Linked DNA regions of Mus musculus: all the other regions are linked to region 1. Evidence: chromatin contacts called from public HiChIP or PLAC-seq and promoter capture Hi-C data. All regions are on one chromosome and are shown on one strand. Each heading gives the region's core, a stretch centred on a gene start, on an enhancer-like site or on the middle of the called end of the contact. The rest is flanking DNA. Distances are from core to core; before and after follow the strand shown. Region 1 holds the start of Strip2 (striatin interacting protein 2). Region 2 holds the start of Ahcyl2 (S-adenosylhomocysteine hydrolase-like 2). Region 3 holds the start of Tspan33 (tetraspanin 33).

Evidence for each region. Promoter capture Hi-C pulls out the DNA fragments that hold promoters and counts their contacts. HiChIP or PLAC-seq counts read pairs in DNA pulled down with a chosen protein or histone mark.
Region 2: a contact with region 1 is called in an H3K4me3 HiChIP or PLAC-seq map of embryonic stem cells, with 44 read pairs. The contact joins the promoter of Ahcyl2 here to the promoter of Strip2 in region 1. A contact is called at or near these places in 10 of 39 promoter capture datasets (3T3-L1-derived adipocytes, cranial neural crest, embryonic stem cells and 7 more), 17 of 484 Hi-C or Micro-C datasets (B cells, the G1E-ER4 cell line, LSK cells and 7 more), 11 of 115 datasets of contacts at active chromatin or transcription factors (the SCID.adh cell line, bone marrow-derived macrophages, effector CD8 T cells and 2 more) and 2 of 9 other capture datasets (adipose tissue and liver).
Region 3: a promoter capture Hi-C map of stem cell-derived epiblast-like cells shows a contact between it and region 1, with 5 times the contacts expected there. The contact joins the promoter of Tspan33 here to the promoter of Strip2 in region 1. A contact is called at or near these places in 17 of 39 promoter capture datasets (the 3T3-L1 cell line, 3T3-L1-derived adipocytes, the C10 cell line and 10 more), 1 of 484 Hi-C or Micro-C datasets (embryonic stem cells), 2 of 115 datasets of contacts at active chromatin or transcription factors (bone marrow-derived dendritic cells and embryonic stem cells) and 3 of 9 other capture datasets (embryonic stem cells, liver and pancreatic islet).

The regions. Positions count from the first base shown.
Region 1 is chr6:29,914,931-29,918,499 of GRCm38.p6, forward strand. It overlaps Strip2 (striatin interacting protein 2), which reads left to right and starts at 2,083. Exons shown (of 21, transcript NM_177204.3): 1 at 2,083-2,300. The coding sequence starts at 2,145.
Region 2 is chr6:29,767,059-29,770,838 of GRCm38.p6, forward strand. Ahcyl2 (S-adenosylhomocysteine hydrolase-like 2) reads left to right here and starts at 1,385. Exons shown (of 17, transcript NM_001171000.2): 1 at 1,385-1,848. The coding sequence starts at 1,480.
Region 3 is chr6:29,692,724-29,696,574 of GRCm38.p6, forward strand. Tspan33 (tetraspanin 33) reads left to right here and starts at 1,491. Exons shown (of 8, transcript NM_146173.3): 1 at 1,491-1,821. The coding sequence starts at 1,720.

The sequences.
Region 1 (3,569 bases), core at 833-3,332:
CCCCCTATCACCTGCCAACTAGCAGAAAGGTAAAGAAGAAAAAAGTTGAGGGCCTGGGGAAATGGCTCAGTCATTAAAACCACAAATTGCTCTTGCAGAGGAGCTGAGATGGTGGCTCCCAACCATCTGTAACTCGAGTCCCAGGACATCTTCCCTCTTCTAGCCTCCATGGGCACCAGGAAGCATTTGCTGCACAGACAAAAGACTCATATGCATAAATAATATATTTTTTTAAAGAAATGGGGTTAAGATCTGTACAAAGTCTCATGTCTGTAGTTCCAGTACTCAGGAGGATGAAGGAGGGTTACCATGGCTAGGCTACATAGTTCTAGGCTATTCTGAGCTACAATGTGAAACCATGTCTAAAAAAGAATGGAATTATTCCTAAGAAAAGGAGAAATAATTCCATTGGTTGAGAAGAATACAGTACTAGAATTTGGGATCCCAGCAAAGTTGGTTTGATAGCAACATACCTAATACAGTTAGGAGGATCAAAAAAAAAAAAAAATGTAGAGAAGTAGGAGTCATCTTAAAGATCAGTAGCTGTGCTGGCTGGTTTTGTGCAAACCTGACACCAGAAAGAGTCATTTTGGAAGAGGGAATTTCCATTGAGGAAAAACACCCCAGCAGTCTGACCTGTGTGTGCGCAAGTTTATGGGGCATTTTCTTGGCTGATGGTTGATGTGGAAGGGCCTGGCTCACTGTAAGCAGTTGTATTAAAAAGCGAGGAGGGACAAGCCAGAAAGCACAGTTCCTGCTTCCCTAGGTAATGAGCTGTAGGCTATCAGATGAAACAAACCCTCTCTTACCCAAGTTACTTTTGGTCATGGATTTTTATCACAGCAATTGAAACGCCAAGACTGAAGTAAACCAAGTGAACGGAAGTTTCTTCTATAGAGCAGCATACTTACCACACTGAGACAAGACTTAATGTAATCCTTGGGTGTTCTCTGTGCTTCAGAATTTCCTCATCAATAAAAACTGGATTCGTAAAAAATAACCTGTCCGGAAGAGGTGTGGTACCAAGAAAACACATACAACGCTTGGCACAGTCCCAACTCAATGATCCTTTCACTGTCTTAAAGTCATGGGTTACCATAGCGATTTGGTCCCTCCCATTCCCTTCATCCATTGTCAAGCCAGACCTGCCAATATATTTAAATTGTATTCGGGAGAGAGCCGAATCCACAGCCTTCAACTACCCGGTTACCTTCTGGTTACTTTTAGCTCTTAGGGCGTAGGATTTTTTTTTCTTTTCAATTTAAATATTTATTTGTTTGTATATGGGAATCGGGGAGGACACCAGGAGCATGTGTGGAGGTCTGGTGTCAAAGGACAACTTTTGGCTGTTCATTCTCTCCTTCCACCAAGTGAGGACCCGGGGATCGAACTCAACATCTTAGACTTAGATTAGGATTGTTTTAGAAATGGGAAGGAAAGAGCAGCGGGTGAGGGTGGGAGCTTGCCATCTATTCGCACCAAAAAGAAGGCGCCCACACAGCTAGGGACAAATGACAGGGAGCAGCCCTCAGGGATTTCAGTTAGGTCCCTCCCCGCAACTCTCATTCTCTCCTCCAAGAGTTCTCTTCCGAAAGCTTCCTGAGAGGGTAAGTTTATGGTGTGGTGGCTCAGGTTATCCTGAAGGCCAAGCCCTTTCTGCGACAAAGCGGGATGTCACAGGCGTGCAGCAGCCTGGATGAGGGGGTCCGGGTCTAGTACCGCCGAAACGTAGGCACTTTGGACCAGGGATGGACTAGGGCTCTCAGGAAAAGGCTGCTATGTGGGACAGGAACAGCACTGAAAAGAGCATGCAGCACGGAGCTAAGCCGCCTTGCGCTCAGGGTTCAGAATTCGAATCGTGGAGCTGGACGTGGAGTCTACTAGTCCCAGGCTACCAGCAACTGAGCAGTAAAAATGCCGGGGGTCCATGGGGAAAATATTCCTTGAAAGAGCCCCCGCCTCTGGATGGCTGATTAGCCAATCGCATCTCGGGGCGGGGCCTCGGAGAGTAGTTACAGCCAATCGGAGTTCAGGGGGCGGGGCCTGGTCCCGGGCGCGCGCTGTGGCGGGGTCGCCCTGGGCAGAGATCTTGGAGCTACGGTAGGGAGCCGCTGAGGCGAACCGCTGAAGGGAACCTTCCCAGCATGGACGACCCCGCGGCACCGGGGCCCGCCGGCTCTCCTGCTAATGACAACGGCAACGGGAACGGCAATGGGAACGGGAACGGCAACGGCGGCAAAGGGAAGCCGGCCGTGCCCAAGGGCAGGGAAACGTTCCGCAACCAGCGGCGGGAGTCGGAGGTGAGGAACCCGGAGGTATCCGCCAGCGGGAAGCGGCGGCTGAGGTGGAGCGGCCCTCAGCCCGGTCCCTTCCCGCTGCGGGTCGCCCGCTTTCTTGCCTTGGCCTGCGGTTTTCCTAACCGGCGCGAAGAGCGTAACAGATACTTTCCAGATACTTGACAGCTGCCGCCCGGTGAAGCCGGAATTTGGATCCCGGTGTACCGATGGGGAACCAGCGCATAGAGGTGCAGGGACTGGACGGAGGGGCGGGAGCCCGAGCTCTGCCGCGGGAGGGGAGGGTGGGCTGGCGGGCAGCACGCCCTCCCTCTTCACACTGCAGCAACTGGCACTGGACTGGACCAGACCAGCCTGGAGCACCAGCCTTCCCCTTGCTATATCTCCTGCCCTCGGGTGATGGCGGTGGCTTAGGGAGCGCCTTCCGCGAACAGCTCGCCCCTTTTCTAGGAGGGTTGAAAGACAGGATTCAAGCTGGGATAGGACCAGGGCGACGTTTGAGAGTAGCAGTCCCAGGATGCAGCTAATGGGATGGCTATTTAAATATCTTCCACCTTTTCTTAGGAAAAAAACAAAACCAAAACCAAAAAAAACTAACTTGGGACATGGAAAGGAATGAATTATTATTATTCCCCTACATTTTATCTAGCCATATTCCATCTATCAACCAAGAGCAAAACTGCATACAAGCAGGGACTCAGGGGGAACGAAATGTATGTGGAAGGGGATGTGAAGGTCATCTGGTTTAGCCTTTATTTGATTCGATTTCATCTGGATTTAATTATTTGAGACAGCCCATGGCAACGTCTATTGACAACTTGCCCTGGCTGGGCTTGAACTCACTGTGTAACTGAGGAGAGCTTTGATCCTCCTGCCTCTGTTTTTCAGGTGTTAGGATTACAAAATATGCTACCACAGTGAGCCTAACCTTTCATTTTACTACGTAGAAGCCACGGAGTTGGGGGGATGTGGCTCAGTGATGGAGTGCTTGTGTAGCTTACACAAGACTCTAAATTGATCCCCAGCAGCAGAAAAGGGGTCTGGTCATCTAGAGACAAAAGGTAAAAGAGATAAAACCAACTCTCCTGAGATCAGACACTTGGCTGACAGTGAATGGCCAAAACCACCAAGTTTCAGTGTCTGTCTGGCCAATTGTCTGTCTGTCTGTTTCAGTACCTCCATTTATTATCTGTGTGGCTTTAGGCAAATTAACTAACCTAGTTTCTTTTGTAAAACAGTTACCACTGAATAACTCAGAAGGTTGAGATAATCGAA
Region 2 (3,780 bases), core at 135-2,634, 150 kb before region 1:
AGCAGATGCTCTTAACTGATAAGCCATCTTGATGTTGTTATATGCCCCTTCCCCTTCCCCGCCAGGGTATCTCTGTGTAGTCCTGGCTGTCCTGGAAATTGCTCTGTAGACCAGGCTGCCTGCCTCTGCCTCCCAAGTGCTGGGATTAAAGGCTTATGCCACCACCGCCTGGCTTTTAGTCTGATTTTTAAAATTATAAGCATTTATTTCCTTTTATCATTAAAAGACTATTGGAGAACTCTTCTTAAAAGAAAAAAAATTCTATCATCAGTAGAACATTACTTTCAGGTAAGTTTCTTCTTTTTGTGACAGGCTTTGGCTAAGCAGTCAAAGCTAACCTCAACACATTTCTGATTCTCAGGTCTCTGTCTCCTGAGTGTTGGGCTTACCACTATGACCAAATGGTACGCAATTTTATTTTATTTTTGTTATTAAAAATAAAACTGGCAGCTGGTGATCTGGTCAAAAGTTAATTGAATTTGTTGCTCATTTAGAGGGCCCAGGGTAGATTCCCAGTTCTTTTCTGGTCCTTTAATTACATGTGTGCGGTAGAATTAACTTTTTTTTTTTTTTTTTTAAAGACAGGGCCTTGCTTCATAGCTCAGCTGGCCTCGAACTATTATCACTGGTGACGCATACACTTCAGATGTTCAAATTATTACTGCGTACTCCACCATACCCTGACGAGATTTCTTTCTTTGGGGATTTGATTTTAGTTACTTAATTCAAGAGTACGCCAGAAAGCATGACAGCAGGAAATGGCTTATTTCTTTTCTTCTAGAAACCAACCCACTGAAGAAAGGCTCGGAACGGAATGGAGAAACCCCATGCCTTCTAGCCTGGAGCCGGAATTCATCTCACCTGACCTGCCGCTTTTCCTTTAAAGGCCGCCCACGTGATAGCACACATGCGCACACTCCGGAGGAAATTCACGCCGTCAGGGGAGCGAGTCATTCTTGCCCCCCACTTTCCCTGGGGTTTCTGGCATTCCTTTCCGGAAACCACAACCCCTCTGGAGACATTCTCCTCATCTATTCCGTCGCGTCATCCGTTTTTATACTTTTCTGTTAGTCGCTGTCCTGGGAGTTCCCTCTCCATCAAAAACTACTTTCCGGAGGAGGGACGAAAGGACTACAACTCCCAGGGGACTCTGCGGCCTATCCCCCACCCACCCCCCCGCGAGGCGAGCGCAGTGCAAGTTGGTTGCTGAGGTCCCACGGTCTTCTAGTCGCGTGCAACCCGGAGCAAGCGCACTACAGGTTCTGTGGCGCCTCGCGCGTGAGTCAGACAGGGGTGGGGCGAGGCTCGAGAGGCCGGGCTGGCGGCGAGCGAGCGGGCGGGCGGAGGAAGGGGGTGGGAGCGGAGGCGATGGAGGGGAGGAGTGGGGGTATGGGGGAGGGAAGGGGAAGGGAGGCGGGAGGCGGGGCCGAGTGGGAGCTGGTGCGAGAGTCAGAGTCGGCGGTTGCAGTGGAGGCGGTGATGTCGGTGCAGGTTGTGTCAGCAGCGGCAGCCGCCAAGGTGCCTGAGGTGGAGCTGAAGGATCTGAGCCCCTCCGAGGCGGAGCCCCAGTTGGGACTGAGCGCGGCGGCCGTGGGCGCCATGGTACCCCCAGCGGGTGGCGGGGACCCAGAGGCTCCAGCTCCGGCTCCCGCGGCGGAGCGGCCCCCGGCCCCCGGCCCGGGCTCGGGGCCCACCGCGGCTCTGAGCCCTGCGGCCGGGAAGGTCCCTCAAGCGTCCGCCATGAAGCGGAGCGACCCTCATCACCAGCACCAGCGGCATCGCGACGGCGGCGAGGCCTTGGTCAGCCCCGACGGCACGGTCACCGAGGCGCCGCGCACGGTCAAGAAGGTACTGGGGTCGGGCTGCCTCGCTTCTCGGAGAGGCGGGGAGGGCGGGCACGGGAGTGGCGGCCCTTCAGGGCACGGCGGCACCCGGTTCCACACCCTCTAGATCGTGGAGCCGAGAGTCTTCTCCCACCCTTGAACCCGCTCTTAGAGCGGCCGCCACCCGGTGCTCCGCTGCGAAGCGAAGCCTCTAGGTACCACGGGCGTACTTTACTAATAACATGGAGGTAGCGCCCTTCACTACTACTTGAACGAGGCAGGGGGAGGAGAAGCACCTACTACTACACCCGGCGCCTCCAGCACACTCCCGCGTGTAATTTTCCGGACTGTTCGGTGGCATAGAAAAACCTTCCCTCCAGCGATAAGGATAGCAAGATCTTTTTCCTTGGAGAACGAGGAAGCTGTAGTTAGCTCTCTCTCATGAGAGCTCGGGAAACCCTCTGAGTTGCCTGGCTTCTGTACAGATGATGACTTTCTGCCTTTCTGTGGCCAACAGCTCTCCACAGGGTAGTACTGATCTGTGCCCTTCCTTTCTAGCCATTGCAATTCTCTTGTACTGCGATTGTAGACCGGTAATGGAAAGATGCTTCATTCACCCTGAAGAGGGCTGGTCTCTAGGATTACCAGATTGTACCTGAAGAGAATGCTTATTTTATTCATATCTTTATCGTGAGCAGAAAGTGTTAGGAAGAAATGCTTGCTACTTTGAGGAAAGTAATCGTTTGGGGCTGTCGGCTTCCTTCATAAATAGAAACGTGTAATGATGGTACCCCCGAATTATTTATATATTGGCTATACCCTTTACCCACTCCCCTCGTTTTTTCTCCCATTTATTGATGTCAGCACAAGAGGTAAAAGACAAGATCTGTGGATCATCTAAAAAAAAATGTGGCTTTCATTTCTTGGGAACAGTATGAACACAATGATTTACGTTTTTTCCCATTATAATGGGTGCATTTTGTTCCGTCAGAACAACAGTAAAAAAAGATATGAAGTGTACATTGGGTTTACTATGTAGAGTTTAGGTGAACCTTGGCTCCAGCAAAACATTTTGTTGTAATTACCTCATGACTTAGGGCAGTTAACTTTTTCATTTGGTAGTGCTAAATGATGTCAGAGGCAAGACTGAAGGAATTTAACAGTGCTTTAGGGCATGCTGTGTCCTTTGCAGTTTGGTGTGTTGTCCTCCCCTCTCCATGCAATTATAGTTAAATGGAGGAATTACACTTAAAAGATGCAGCCTGGGCTAGTGCTGGAAGTACTTAGGTCAAAATTAGGAAATCCAAAGCCTATTTCTCACTTGTTAAGATGGTTTGTAGCTTTGGCCAAATCTTTTTCTTGTGACTGTTTTTTTTTTTTCCCTAAAGTTTGTAATTTAGTTCTTTTAAGGGTAAAATGTTTAACAATTTACTTTTAGAGTGAAGTTTATACTTAGGTGCAGACCTAAGTTTGAACATAGTACTCCCTTCCCCAGATTTAACTTTTGAATAAGTCTATAAGGTAATTTCTCCAATAAAATGGGGGTACTAATTATGATTAAAGATTAAAAATGTTTATGGTCATCACATAGAACTTGGTACCTACAGTAGGATCTTAAACAATAACTTATTAAAATTTATTATTTCACTTCTCATTGCTTAAGTATATGTCACTGTGACCTTCTCTGAAAAAAATACACATATTAGTAGTAGTTCAATAGATTCTGTATAAAGAATTAAAAAAAAAGAAAAAAAAAAAAGAACCACAGGCCAGTACCCCAGAGTCTGTTATTGAATTCTAAATGTGCTTCTTGGACACTTTCCTTGTTGCTGAGCCACCTTCTTCCTGGCTTTTTAAGTATCAAAATCATGTTCCATGATTCTTGATTTACTCAGCAGCCTCAAGGCTATGAAGACAGGGCTGAGCTTGCCTGGCAATTATAATCCCACCAGAAGCC
Region 3 (3,851 bases), core at 241-2,740, 220 kb before region 1:
CAATTCAACACAAACTCAGTAATCTGATCTCAAGTCCTTCTACAGCCTCCATTCAGTTGAACACATACTGCATTCTCAGGCACCGCTGCACCAAGCCGGGAAAAGTGATAGGCTTAGTTTCCACACAACACGCGGTTTGCTTTTATCTGTCCAAGCTTCGACACACCTTTTTGTGTCCACCTGGATTTCACGTCCCCACTGTCTCTAAAATCTCATCCTCCTCGTTTCTCCCGCCATGACACCTTCTGGTGCTCAACTTCTTCCAATTACATAATAGTTATTCATGCAGTTATTGTATTTCCACACTGGATTTTGAATCCTATTGAAACAAAATACCAGGGCTAGAGATATGGCTCAGTTATTAAGAGCACTTGTTGCTCTTACAGAGGACCAAAGTTCAGTTCCCAGCACTGACTTAAGGAGCTCACAAATCCCGGTAACTCCAGTTCCTGGGGATCTGACATCCTTTTCTGGCTTCCATCAGCACCTGTGTGCACAGTGGTACACACACACACACACACACACACACACACACTCACACACACACACATTTTAAAAGAATCTTTTAAAGGAGTGAAAGTACCACATTTTAGTGAGCCCCCTTATCAGCCATCTCCGTGTAAGTCATTTGCATGCACTAACAGATTCTTATTTGATCAATGCCTTACGCTGCAGTTTTCCCACTCAACGTTACAAAAAGTGTAGCTTGGGGAATCACGCTATTGATGGCAAAATCAGACTCCTCCCCAGGTTAAAATCGTACTTGTGTAGCTAGTACAATGTACACCACATTGTACTTGGGAGTCAATCTGTGCATATCCTATTAACATGCCAAACACAAAACAAAACAAAATTAAAAACAAAAAACCGGTGTCTCCACGTAAACAAACGTTCTGAGAGGGTTTGGATAGAGAGGTTGGACGGTAATGAGAGAAAAGGATGGTTTGAGAATTCCACTGTTAGGTTATGAGGCTTTTAAAACGAGCATTTAAAGTATTTGATTGCTAAGCAGGGGTATTTATTCTTCTCTTTCTGGTTGTTAGTACCTGTCATTTGTCACTCTGATTTTATTGTCTTGATCCCTGAGGATCAACCTTCTTTTCTATTCCCACAGCGTTTAACGAATTGCTCAACACACAAAGTGCGTACTTGTTGATTTTAACGTACGTGTGTTTGCGTGCGTGCACAGCAACTGGGCAGAGGACGTGGGTGTGGGATGCAGGAAACATTCCTTTTCCTCATTCTTTTTCCCTTAAGCAGCTGCAGCCTGCAGGCTTTCCGTCTAGGCGGGCAGAAGCAGAACCACTGACCCTTTAGCAAGTTGTCCCTCACAGAACAGGTGTCTCCCCCGCCTCTCGGAGGAGAGGGATGGCTGGCTGCTTAGTGACATGGGCCGCCGACCAATGAGAAGTCAGCCTCGGGCAGCCTCACCAATGGCCGTCCGGGGGGCGGGCCCGGTTTCCTGAGAGCCGGGCGGGCCAAGCTGGTCTGCGGCCGCGGTGGAGTCTCCGCTGCTCACGCTGCCCGCCGCGGCTTCAGCGGCGGCGCCGTTCCCTGGCCGCGCGGCTCCCCGACGCACGGTTCGGGCGGCTCCCGGCGCGGCGCGGCTGCCCCGGCGTTCGGGTCCCCGTGGCCCCGCGGCTCCCGCCCCGGGCTGCAGGGCGCACAGGTGGGCCGGTGGCCGCTGGGAGATAGGCCCCCCGGGGGCAGCGGCGGACCATGGCGCGGAGACCTGGCGTGCCGGCTGCCTACGGGGACGAGTTCTCCTTCGTCAGCCCGCTGGTGAAATACCTGCTCTTCTTCTTCAACATGCTCTTCTGGGTGAGATTCGGGGGGTCAGGGGGCACCCGGACTCTCGGGCATCTCTGGAGCGCCGAGGGGGCTGCCTGAGGCTGGGAGGTTTGGCCTGGGCTGCCCGGTGCCCAGGAGCGTGTCGAGTGGTGCTTCGTAGTTTTCTGAGCTGGTGACACTTGGGGGCATTTCTCCGGGGGAGGAAAACCACAGTGGCGCCGTGTCAAAAGGGGACGTTAAGAGGTGGGCAATCATCCTTGCTGCCAGGGATGAAGCTTTAGCAGGGATGAGGATCTGTGTCAGGCCATGAAATAAAAAGGGTTTGGGGAAAGAAAGAGCTGGCTGGACAGCCCCATGGGCATATTTCATGGTTAGGGACTTTCAGGCCTGGGGGCTGGAAGGCCCGACTGGCCATACGGGGCGCGGGGCGGGGGTGGAGGGAGAGAGAAGGAAGAGAAACCCCAAGCCTTCCTTCGCCCCAGTTCCTCAGGGGCTTGTGTCAAGGGACTATATCTGTCCCTTTTGCAGGCCTCGGGTGTCTGCTCCTGTCAGGGCTGAAAAGGGTTAAGAATGGTCTCCAGGTCCGATGTGTACCCCAGCATGGCCCTAAACTTTGCCCTACCTTCTTCAAGACCAGCTTCTCTACTTGGAGCTGACAGGCTTCAGATGATTCAAATAGGATTTTGTTGTTGTTGTTGTTGTTGTTGTTGGGCTGGAAGCTATGGCTCCTTTCAGAATCTTTTGTTTGGGGTGGAAAAGTGTAAACAATATTAACCCCGAGCTCCTGACACCTGGATTTCCGTCCCCTCTCTACCATCCTTATTGATTTGACTGATCTGGGTAAATATGTTCAAGTCCACAGGCCTGCCCTTCCTCCCAGCAAAAATCTAATGCAGTGTATTGGGGGATGGCAGGAGAGGGCTGAGAATTCAGGGGGAGGGGGAGCCCATTAGAGAATGCTAGCTGAGTCCTGTTTCATAGCCAGAGAGTGCGTGGGCCCCTCTGGATTTGATAACAAGGGGAAGTCCTTCCCCATCTCTCCATTCTTCTGCCAGCTTCTACTGCACCAAAGCTGCAGCCCAGAAGCCTATCATCTTTGCCTCTTTCAGCCTGAGACCAATAGTTCAGATTTGCCAGAGGGAATAATAGTGGGCCTGAACGGCCTCCTGGGAAAAGGCAGATCCAAGGCCACTGCTGGAAAGGTTTCACAGGGGCCCTGGTGTGAAGCACAGGCACAGGGTACATAAGTGCCAGCCTATTGGGACAAATGAGAGACATCCCAGAGGGTGGTGATGACGCTCACTCTCAGCCATTGTACTCTTGGGAAGATTGAAGTTTTGGGCTTCTGTCACAGTCTCGGTTTTGGAACTAGAAAATCCAGCAGTTGCTGAACTTCCACGGTTTTATACAGGAGAAAGTTAAATCGCAACAACAGTCAGGATTTTCACCCGTGGCACCAGCTGGTTAGCAGGCTTGGGCTGGTGATTTTCAATTGAGCCAGCATGTGTGTAGGGAAAGCCCGGGACTTGGATGGCTGCTACTGTGGCTGGGGTAACCAGTCAACCCAAGTTCTCTTGGCCTTACTTCTGCTTCCCTGGGAGATTTGAAAACAGCAAAAGCCCTCTCCACCACCCTGCAGGGCTGAGGGAATGTACTAAGGGGAACTCACCACAAAGGGGCAGGCACTAGTGAAACCACCTTCAGTGGGGCCTCACATGGGCTTCCCGGCCGAGGCCTTGCTCCTTTGGAGCCTCACTCTTACCTGCCCTCCTCAATGCCGGCAGCCAGTGCCTCTGTCACTCGTGTTCACGATCTCACAATCGCTTTCTTGGATTGTTTGCTTCCACCCTATGCCCTTTTATCAAACAAATAACTTTGGGAGGTTCACAGTCTGGAAGAGAGCCAAGCTCATAGGCCCATTTACCTTGGTGAAGAATGTAAACTATATAAATAAAATAATAATAATAAAACATCTTAAAGATGTAACCACAAACGCCTCATGAAGGCCTTTTGGCATCTGCACACATGGGTGACAAAATGCTCTCTCACCTGCTTGGAAA